2 separate regions of the Rattus norvegicus genome follow, and region 1 is linked to region 2. A link is a contact called in public Hi-C data. All regions are on one chromosome and are shown on one strand. Each heading gives the region's core, a stretch centred on a gene start, on an enhancer-like site or on the middle of the called end of the contact. The rest is flanking DNA. Distances are from core to core; before and after follow the strand shown.

Region 1 (5,266 bases), core at 1,937-4,436, 86 kb after region 2:
AAAAGCAACATGTTGATCTTATCCCCTCCCCGTTTTCAGTTGGTGGTGCAACAGACAAAGCTACATAGCCAAGCTAGGTCTTGTAGATTGTCTAGGGGGAAGCAAGATAGGATGTTTAAATTGAGACCAATGTGTCCTTGTGGAAATAAAGCGGACATTGAGCTAAAACCCATGACCACATGTTTAGAGAAAGCAGTCAGAGTCGCAAGTGTCCTCATTTTGTAGTGAAATGAACTTGGCCTGTAGATTACTGTATGAAGCCCTTTCCTGCTGACGGTGATGGTTGATCGTTCTAACTGTTTTTATGAAACTTCCCTTTGTTATTTCTCAGAGTGATGGATCCTCCTTTCCCTAGTCTCCTTGTGTTGTGTTCGCTTGCCTAGTAGTTTCATGGTACCGTCTAGTCTTTGATGGAGTTCATCTCTATCTCTGACCAGAGCAAATGAGAGATAAGAAGAGTGGAGAATATACCGGACAAGGACACGATGTCTGGTGGGCAGAATGCAGGCTGTGGGAGGATTAGTCACCGGGCTAAAGGGACAATGCTGATCCTTGGCTTCCTGAATGAGCTGCTCAGAATCATTGCCAAGTCACCAAACTCCTTGATGGGATCTCCCAGAGACTCCTACTTGAGTATTGGTTGGTGTGGGAGATTTTGATCAAATCAACCTTTCAACCTTTAAAACTTACAGTTAATGACAGTCTCAGGAGGGAGGTGTTGGGAGCCCTTTGGTACTACAGAAGTTGTTATTAAATTAGAAAATGATTTCTCCTGTCAGTGTCGGTAGATAAAAAGCAAATAGGCTGTTCTTGTTAAAGCATCCATTGGATTCTGCTCGTGTAAAGAACCAGTCCTGTCTCTGCCTTTGGCATATTTCTTACCTGAACTTTAAGAATTAATCTCCCACAGGTGCTCTCACAAGGAGCAACCAGACTCAAACGCTCTAGACTTCTCACCTTTGGACTTCTGCCCTGTGTGCAGTTCCTGTGCACATTGAGACTGTGGGCAGGGCCTTAAAATAAAGTCGACATGTCACTTAGTGAATAATTTAAAAAATAAAATAAAACAAAGTATTAGAATCTTGGGAATTTAGAATGCAGATGTTACCGTATAGCTCTGGCTGTTCTCATTAATTAATATGTATGACCACAATAGCCATTCATTTGTGGCTCTCAGAGCTGTTTGTTTATGTCTGAAGTGTGCAACAGTTTTAACCCAGAGGACTCAGTCTCCTGGAAGGTTACAGCAGATGTCTACATGAACGCTAGTAACAGTCTCAAAACAAGCCAAAGCGTCTCCATCTTGGCATTGCCCAACAGTACAAAAGCCTGCCCTTATCACAATGGACAATGATAGATTTCATGCCTGTATAAGGCACATGCAGATTAAAACCTGCTAACTTTCCATTCTGAACTCTGGACCATGCTGTGTATGTGTTGGGGTGTGGGTGGAGTATTTAAGAGCTGCTCCCTGCTTCTGAGAGTGTACTCTCAGAACAGAAGTCACTCTGAGACCAGGGTGACCTCACAGGAGGAGAATAGATCAAAAGCCCCAGGGGAGGGGAGGGGAGGAAAATCAATGAATTATCCAGGGACTGAGACTTAGAGTGAGATTTTGAAGGGCGCATTGGCCAAGAGGATAGGAGAAGGAAATGGAGAAATGGGAAAGTGTTCCTTGGGCCCAGACTGTGAGGATTCATAGAGGATGTGGGGAAGAAGGAATGTTCTTAGTTGGGGGCCCCGAGACTCACTCTGCATCACCCTCTTCTCTGCTGAATTTTAGTGGTGGGATGGAGGGAAGTGTCGGAAACCCTGTCTGTATCACATGATCCTCTCTACTTCTTGATCATTCCACTTTGGGACAATAAGAAGTTGGAAAGAATGTCTAGGAAGAAGATGAGGTAGGGGAGAGGAAACGGAACTTCCTCATAGCCCAGGACTCTATATACTTGACAGAATCTGTCACTGACAAAGGCCAGGAGAAGGCGGCTAGTAGAGTTTCTACTCTGAAAATTTAGATCTCACCATCTGCCTACAATTAATTATGTGAGATGAAAGGGCATGAGTGGAATCCTGTGTGCCAAAAATAAATAAATAAATAAATAAATAAATAAATAAATAAATAAATTGCCATGCCTCTCACAGGAACAATCTTGGTGGCTATCAACCATACTCCATTCTTGCCGTCAGCGTCATCTACTGCTAAGTTTGCTTAGATCTACAAAGTGTAACACATATAATAGATTTATTTTTGATGCAGGGGATGGAGAGAACTTTGCAAGAAATGCTTTGGGGCAGAAAGATATTAAACAATCAAGAGGGACATGGTTGCTCCCTGTGATGCCAACACTTAGGAAGCTGAGGCAGGAGGATCTGCAGAAGTTCCAGGCCAATGTGGACTGCAGAATAAGACCCTGTCTTACCCCCACTCGCCCTTAAAAAAAGAATAACCAGTCTACTCATAGCATTGAGGGTGGGCAGGGCTCTTTTGAAGTTAGAGTAGGCCATGGTCTGTTAGAAAGGGGATAGGGACTCACTTTCCAATAATTAAACCCCCAAAATAGTTTTTTTATTTCCTTTCCTTTCCCCCAAGACAAGGTTTTACTCTGCAACCCAGGCTGACCTCTAAATCAAAATTCTCCTGTCTCAGCCTCCCAGGAACTAGGAGGACGGATGTGGATCACAGCATCTGGCTTGATGAATACTTTTAGTGCTGTGTTGTGAAGAAATGAACTTGCCAGAGAGGGGTCGTTGGCTTGAGGTGAAGGGCTGCCTTTGTGTTTCAGTGTCAGAGGGTACCTGGTGTCATTGGTGAGGCGTCTGCTTTGGGACTGGCTTCTTTCTTTATTCTTAAAGTAAACATTTGTTTTCTCAGTCTGTGTATCTTGGCTTCCCGAGAGACAATGCCAAGTTGAAAACTGGATTCTGTGATAGTACCGTCCGGAGCGATGGGTCTACTCTTGAAAGGCAAATTGGACGACCCCTGGGTCTTATCAGGAGATTCACGAGCTCACGTGACGATCTCGGTTCACATCTGTTATCTCTACAGCACTGCCTAGTATTTATTCAGGTTTCGTCAGGAAGCTGAGCTTGCTTCTAGACAATGGACTACTAGACTTTGTCCTCACTGAGAGTATTCGCTGTGTCACCTGAAGGGTTCTACTCAAGACTCTGGGCAGCGAGCAGGTGTGAATCAGCAATGTGAACACTGGGGAGGTCAGTGGTCATGTCTTCGCAGTCGGCTAAGACGGAGCTGAGGCAGTAAAAGCCGAAATGGCTGTCCGTCCAAGCCTCCTCATCCAGAGAGCTGTGGGGAGGCATCTTTCTGAGGGTCACTTGGACATTCTGTGGAAACGCCCTGTGTGATTGTCCTTGTTCTTTTCCAGGTTCTTACTGGGAAGCCAATAAAAGAAGACAGTTAAGGCACCAGCAGTGCCAGCGGGGCTGACAGACTGCAGCAAAAGAACAGAGGCCAGGCCACTGAGAAGCAGTTGTAATGGTACAGCCAAGCTAGAAGACTCTGACACGAGGCAAAGGTGAGTGTGAAGAACACACACCTCCAGCAAATGCAGGGTGGGTCAGGCAGTCTGAATAACACCAACAGTAATGGCACGTCACCACGCCATAGCGAGGGGCTTCTTTATAACCTCTTGTGTATCCGATCTTAAAATAGTGCATCAAAATCCAACGTGTAGTCATCTCAGGAAAAAGTTCCCTTTGGCTTTCTTCTAAAGGAAAGGACATACATGTTCAAAAGTGTTGGTTAACTTTTATATTTCTATCTACAATATCATGGGGGAAGCAAGACACTACCCTTCACTTCTTGAGTGTCAGCTTGCAGACCTCAGCATAAACATGGCTGCAGTGTTACCTATGGTTTCCTTATATGGTTGCATGCAAATAGCACTGTATGAGCACGCGTACATTTCTGGTTTTTGTTTTGTTTTGTTTTGTTTTGTAAAGAGACTTGGTTCTGCTTTTGCCCGTGAGACTAAAACAACGAGTCCAGAGCCAGCCGCCATTTGATATATTAGGCCATGTGAGTTTGACCTTCAACCTTTGGACGTCCCCCCACCCCCACTCCCCGCACCATGGCTATCAACAGCACACTGCCTTCCCCGTGTGGAAGGCTGTGGTGCTAGTGCTTGCCCTTGGGGGAGGTTTGCATGCTGCATACCCTCCACTCACACTTTCTTATTCTGGGTGCAGGCAGCAGCTATGATAGCAATGATGATGATGATGTAGACATTTGTGATCTGCGGAGCATTAACATGGATTATACCACTCTCCTAGTTCCTTCTTGGGCGCTTAGGATCCAAAGTTAGGAATAGTGTAATCATATAATGTGAGGAGCTTTCTGCTCATAGGCACATCAGTTCAAATGACAGCTTGCAAACTAATAGGACGCAGGTGAATTTTTAGACCATGATTTCATATATATCTTTTTTAAAAAAAAAATCAGTTTACTACATATAATAACCACTTCCCGTAAAAAGTCAGAAATCCTCTATTAGAAAAATGCGCAATGTGATCTCGTTACCACCCTAATGATTACTATCGGATAGTCTTTAGCCTTCCATCAATATTTAATCAACTAGTTCTACAGATCGATGGTACCTGCCAGGCATCTACTTGAAAGCCAGGCCGTTTAAGAGCTCTGCATTTTTTCTCTTTCTTCGCGTGAGCTCATGTCTGTGAACTTCAACACAGCTGTCTTTTTTCTCTGCCATTATTCTAATGTTTGCTATTTTATATCAAACATGAGCTTTGAGAAGAATACCCTTAGGGACTTACTAAATTTACCTGGAAAAAAAGAAAGCCAAGGTAGGATGGCCCACTGATCTGGAGAGATATGATTAGCCCAGGGATGCAGCCTGAGTTGTTTTATTTACACACGGTGTTGGCATCTTTTTGTTTGCCTTTGTTTTTGTTTTTGTTTTTTTTTTGAGATGGGGTTTCTCTGTGTAGCCCTGGCTGACCTGGAATTTACTCTGTGGACCAGGCTGTCCTTGAATTCAGAGATGTGCCTGCCTCTGCCTACCACTTGCTGAGATTAAAGGTGTATGACCCTACCGCCAGCTCAGTGTTGTCATCTTAAAGTTGGGTATTTTATGACGTTAAGAGTTCCATTATTGGATTTAATTGTCACGCTACCAGGATGTAGAAGCAACTCATTGATCTAATTCTTCTTTGTATGACTTCTGTAGGGAGTGAGAGTCCATTTTCTAGCTGGCACATCTGGGCTTAGGGGTGATTCAGTGAGCAA
Region 2 (5,267 bases), core at 1,089-3,588:
TAACTAAAGGAACATTAAAGTAAATATATTTTGTCATGTGTTATTTCTGGAGACAAAGTTGAAAGTCTGGATTTATTTTAAATTATTTCATATTTTTGCTTTCTGTTTATCTATAGCAGCTAGACAAGCTTTTGCATATTCTCACTCCATCAGGCAGAGCATCTGAACAGTGTTTATTGTATAATTTCCCAGGAATAGAAAGAGTGGCGCAGTTTGAATGGCACGTGGATTGTGAAAAGACATTAATATATTCTTTTTGATCCCAGTAAGTTTCAAATTGAGGCAAGAGCTACACGAGAGAGAGAGAGAGAGAGAGAGAGAGAGAGAGAGAGAGAGAGGAGAGAGAGGAGAGAGAGAGAGAAAGAGAGAGAGAGAGAGAGGAGAGAGAGAGAGAGAGAGGAGAGAGAGATCTGCAATGTAGGGCTCATGTAAAAAAAAAGCCGCCTAGAAACACAGGGGAGGAGGACAGAGTTGACCCCAACAGAAGCAGATGGTGAAGTAAAGGCTCAGCAGAAGGGACGGAGGAGACCGTGACCTCACCTGTCTTTCACCAACAGAGGAAATCAAAACACGGACCCCAGAAGCTATGAAGAGCAGGTATTTTGAAAACCACTTGACTCTCCATTAAAATAAAGTCTTTAAATATCCTGGAAACCATAAAAGCAATAAAATGTAAACAAAAACAAAAGAGCTCTAGCCCCATGTGATGAAAGATCACACATGTAACGGACAGAAGATAAAATTTATTGTTAGAGACTGTTCACAGCATTCTTAATGTCCAAATTGCTCCTATGTATCAAGAAGAGAAAAACGACTGATAACCCAGTAGAAAAGGGTAAAGGAAATAAACAAACCATTCATTTCACAGAAAGTTAATTAGAAGTGGCACATAAATGCAAAATCATGCTTGCTTCCTGAGGAGAGAAATGCGAGCTTACAGTACTGAATTCCTTGTACTGGCAAGCATCATAACCCTTTTCATGCATTATGGTGACATGGCTTTCAGAAATCAGTGAGCGTCATGGTTTATAGTTAGGTGAACAAGATGGCAGATGTGACACCTAGGGATAGCATCATTCGGCATTAACTCCCCAAGTTAAAAATTTATTCTAGGGACCTCGAGGGGTTTCTCTATTAATATACTTTGCAGGATGAATTTGTGTAGAAATTTATTATAGTATTGATTAAGGAAGAAGCATTAAAAGTTATCCTGAACTGACTAAATAATTTGGATGCAGAAACAAAATCAGATTGCTATCGAAAGTGCAAGACTACCCAGAACACTGTTGGCACTCGAAGACCTCTAGGCTGGAAGAACAGATCAGGGCACAGGTTAGAAAATGACCGTTCATGTTAAATATTAGAAAATGACTCTTCTTGTCAAGTATGAACTCGAGCGCACTTTCGCTTGTAACCGTAAATGCTGTTCCATAAAACAAAACAAAACAAAAAAACAAAAACAAAAACAAAAACAAAAACAAAAAACCCCCAAAATACCTCAAAACGACAATTGCCTCTTGGAAAGAAAAGTATGGGGTCCGGATGGATATGGAGAGACACTTGTTTTCTTGCGGTGCCCTATTCTTTCTTTTAGATTGTTAAGTGCAAGAATTCATTGTCTATTCAATTAAAAAGTCTCCTGGGGATCTTTCACACTGATCAGTTTTGTTGAGTTTTGTCAGCAGTGGAACTTCTTGTAACGTTGGGGTTATCACATCGGGGGTGGGGTGGGGGCGGGGTGGGGTCAGTCTCTTGCTGGAAGCACATGCTTATTTCCACAAACAGTCACTGATACTAACAACCTGGCAGGTTAGAGGTCCATGCAGAAGGACACGGGGAGCCTTTGTCCTTTGGAACGTATTAACACATCTTGGTTTTCTATAGTTCCCCTGCTTCCGTCATTGCTCTCCCAGCTAGCTGTTCTCACGGGTGAGACTCACAGAACACGGAGTAGGACCCAGGTGGATGGGAATGAGGAAAAATGTGGAAGGCAGTAATGGTAGAAGCCTGGGACTGGGAGGGCGCAGAGACTGACAGCAGTTGCTCTGCCTGATTGTGTGCAGCCATAGTAGAACTGAGGAGACCATGATGCTGTAGGTCACCGTCTTTATCACCTGTAACCCCTCCCCCCAGGGGGGTGAGTTATCTCTGGTCCAGGAATCTGTAGTGTTTAATTGTCTTTGGTTCTGGGATTCATTTCTGGCCATCACTGGTCCTCTCTTAGCTCTCTTCATTCCTGTAAACATTCCCTGGAATTTGTTTTTATTACTTGCTAAGTCTTTGCTGGGTTCTACTCTCTTAAGAGCGATTGCATCATCATGCCCTTGTCCTCACACCTCTGAAGAATGCCAGCTATGTACAGCCCAGCATAGTGAGACGCAGGAGAGGTAATGCAAGGACAGTCGGTAGATCGTTCAACTTAGAAGAATAGCCATGTGCTGGCAGGACTCTCATTGGCAATAACACAAATAGTTATGAGCTGGCTGCCATGCTGAAAAGTAAGTTTTCCAAAGAGAAATAAAATACACTAGTCATGAATTAACCATGCATCCAAATCTATTGAGTAAAATAATATGACCATTTCTGCTCCAAGGACGGTCTCTGTGTGTATGTGTCTTTCTGTTCCTTTCATACAGGTTTATTTAGAAGTGGATGGTGAGAGGCAGGGGATCCAGCAGGCTTGGTACAGCATGTTGGGTGGTGGGGAGTCTTTGGTGTTGAAGCTGGGAAACTTGAAGAACAAAAGCAGATAGAAGTGAGTGGGAAAGGTTGGAGAAGTGCCTGTCACAGAAGAGAGGGCATTGTAGTGACCTCAGAAGGCTGATTTTTTTTTTTGAAAGACACATGAAAGAAGCTGAAGGACTTCTGTTTACCTTCCCAGCCTGGAGAGATTTCAGGATGTACGTGATCTTTAGCTACTGTATCTGGAATTTCTATTTCCTAGTGGAATTTTGAGAGCAGGTTTCATGTAACTACATTTTGTTAGGAGATTCTCTAGTGTGTTGGATCCAGGTGAGCGTGGTGTCATGCTAAACTGCATTCTCTTTGCTATTCCATCGGTTTCTTTCAGGGTATTCCTCTGTGGAAATAGGCTGTCTCCTAGGAAGTTTTGTCAGTGTAGACCCTTTTCAGCAAAGTGGTTCATATTTGACAGGAAGGGCCCTGGAATGAGCATCGTGGATACCCAGGTTCTATTCCCGTCTTACATTTGCAAAGCAACCGAGCCTGGGTCAGCGATCTCTCAGATCCCGTTTCCTTGTATTAGGAATGATCAGACAGTAGAGTGCCTCTGTAGACGGGAAGTCGAAATGTTAAGCACCACGTAAGGCTCATGTTTACATTAGGTGAACTAACTTGTGTTATTGATATTTTATGCTTACGTAGTCTAGGCTGGCCTCCAGTTCACTCTGTAGCCAAAGATGGCCTTAAACTTCCAACCCTCCTGCCTCTGCCTCCTGAGGATTACAGAGGTGGGCCACCATGCTGGGATCCTACATTCTCCTCCCCTATGGTTGTTCATTGATTGCAGATATGAGGTTTAACCTTCTTTTACTAGTACTGTAGACCTTAGAAGAGACGTGGAAGTCAAGTATAAATTAAAATTTCATTATATTCAGTGATCTTTCTTAAATTTTTTCTGTCTTAGGATTCTTTGCAAGTTAGTTTGTCATAAGAGAAAGATCGAAGCTGGAAATCCTGGTGTGTTTGGGCTCACTTGTTGAACCTCTGAGGGGGTGACAAGCCCACTCCAGGCTGCTTCTGGGAATGATGGCTAAGGCTGTCTGTTTTTGTCTTCTCAGCCATAGGTCATTGCCCATTCCATACCCGACCTGCCTTAGCCTCTGTCTACCTCTAAGGACACCTCCCCCATCCTTCACAAGTCCCCAGGGTGTCACTGTTGTCCCCCATACCTTCTTGCCTCCTGTGCTCTGTGTTCCTCTGGCCCAAAATTTGTTTTGAAAATTGGATACTGTTTTGGAAGTCCAGAAGCTTCTCTTGGCTTTATTTGTGTTGCTATTTTAATTGCTGGCATGCTAGGGGTTGAACATGGGGCCGTGAATGCTCTAGGCAGCTACTGGACTACTGAGCTATGTCTCTCAGCCTCGTGGGCTTGGTATATTTGTTTGTTTTCGGAGACAGAGTCCTGCTCTGTAGCTCAGGCTGGCTTTAGACTGTACATTCTCTGGCCTCAGGTCCTATCCTAAGGCTGAAATTATAGGGTTTGTCACTAACTCCTGCTTGGAACTGCTCTATTTGCTTTTAAATACTTTTTCCCCATGTAATTAATTAATTAATTAGCATTGGTGATTGAACCAGGGCATCAGGTATGTTAAGCACACGGTCTACCAGCAAGTTATAACCTAAGCCTCTTTTGAACTTCAGAGTGATATAAGACCATACATAGAACAAAAATATAAAAACACGGAAAAGTATATTTTCAAATCTCTTGTATTGCTTGTATGCTAAAAGCGTAGTTAAAAATTGAGTCTAATCTGCAGACTTTTTCCAAATTGTATTTGTTACTCAGTAGTGTTTTTAATTTTTTGTTTTGTCCCTGTTTGTTTGTTTGAGACAGGGTTTCCTTGTGTAGCCCTGGCTGTTCTGAATGCACTCTGTAGACCAGGCTGGCCTCTAACTCAGAGATCAACCTGCTTCTGCCTCTCGAGCACTGGGATTAAAGACATGCATCACCCACTGTCCTGCCAGAGTTTTTAATTTTAAGAGCTTAAAAACATCATAGACTCTTTTCTCTGGAGCAGTGTTAACTTCACAGCAAAGTCAAGTAGAGAGTGCAGAGTTGAAACACACACACACATGCTCATACACTCATGCACATGCACGCACACGCACACGCACATAGATACACACTCTCACAGCTACCATCAGCACCTGTTCCACTGCTGGGTGTTGGTTCCAGTCGGTGGACTCTATATGGACACGTCATTATCCAAAGTCCACAGTTGGCATTCGGGGTCAGTCTTCCTAGCACCAGTTGTCCTGTGCAGCTCTGCAGTGACAGGAGCTTACCACTGTGGGAGGGGACAGGATGGTTGTGTTACCCTAAAGAACTGTGCTGTCCCTCCCTGTCCCCAGGTCAACCTGCACCAACTCCTTTTCCTCCTACTGTCTCTGTAACCAAACATTATTGTTTTTGGAATTTCTTCCTTGCTGTTTTATTTACTTAAACTTTTATTAGTGTGCATTGATTGCACACAGCGATAGGCCTAATAGAGACTTTTTTGTTCATGCACATCATGTACTTTGAC

What was found. Hi-C and Micro-C count contacts between places; a contact is called where the count stands out from the background.
Region 1: a contact with region 2 is called in a Hi-C map of the A7r5 cell line, with 1.4 times the contacts expected there. The contact joins the promoter of Osbpl6 here to the enhancer-like site in region 2. A contact is called at or near these places in 2 of 12 Hi-C or Micro-C datasets (the A7r5 cell line and frontal cortex).

Annotation. Positions count from the first base shown.
Region 1 is chr3:81,842,845-81,848,110 of GRCr8, forward strand. It overlaps Osbpl6 (oxysterol binding protein-like 6), which reads left to right and starts at 3,187. Exons shown (of 26, transcript NM_001107735.1): 1 at 3,187-3,241; 2 at 3,387-3,536.
Region 2 is chr3:81,757,328-81,762,594 of GRCr8, forward strand. It overlaps a transcript of Osbpl6 not described here. Among named protein-coding and RNA genes, the nearest start is that of Rbm45, 47 kb to the left of the region's middle. Within about 2 kb of position 2,339, at least 10 of the 93 cell types and tissues checked have an H3K27ac peak or open chromatin away from gene starts, as enhancers often do. A contact at or near this core is called in the A7r5 cell line, where this site is marked.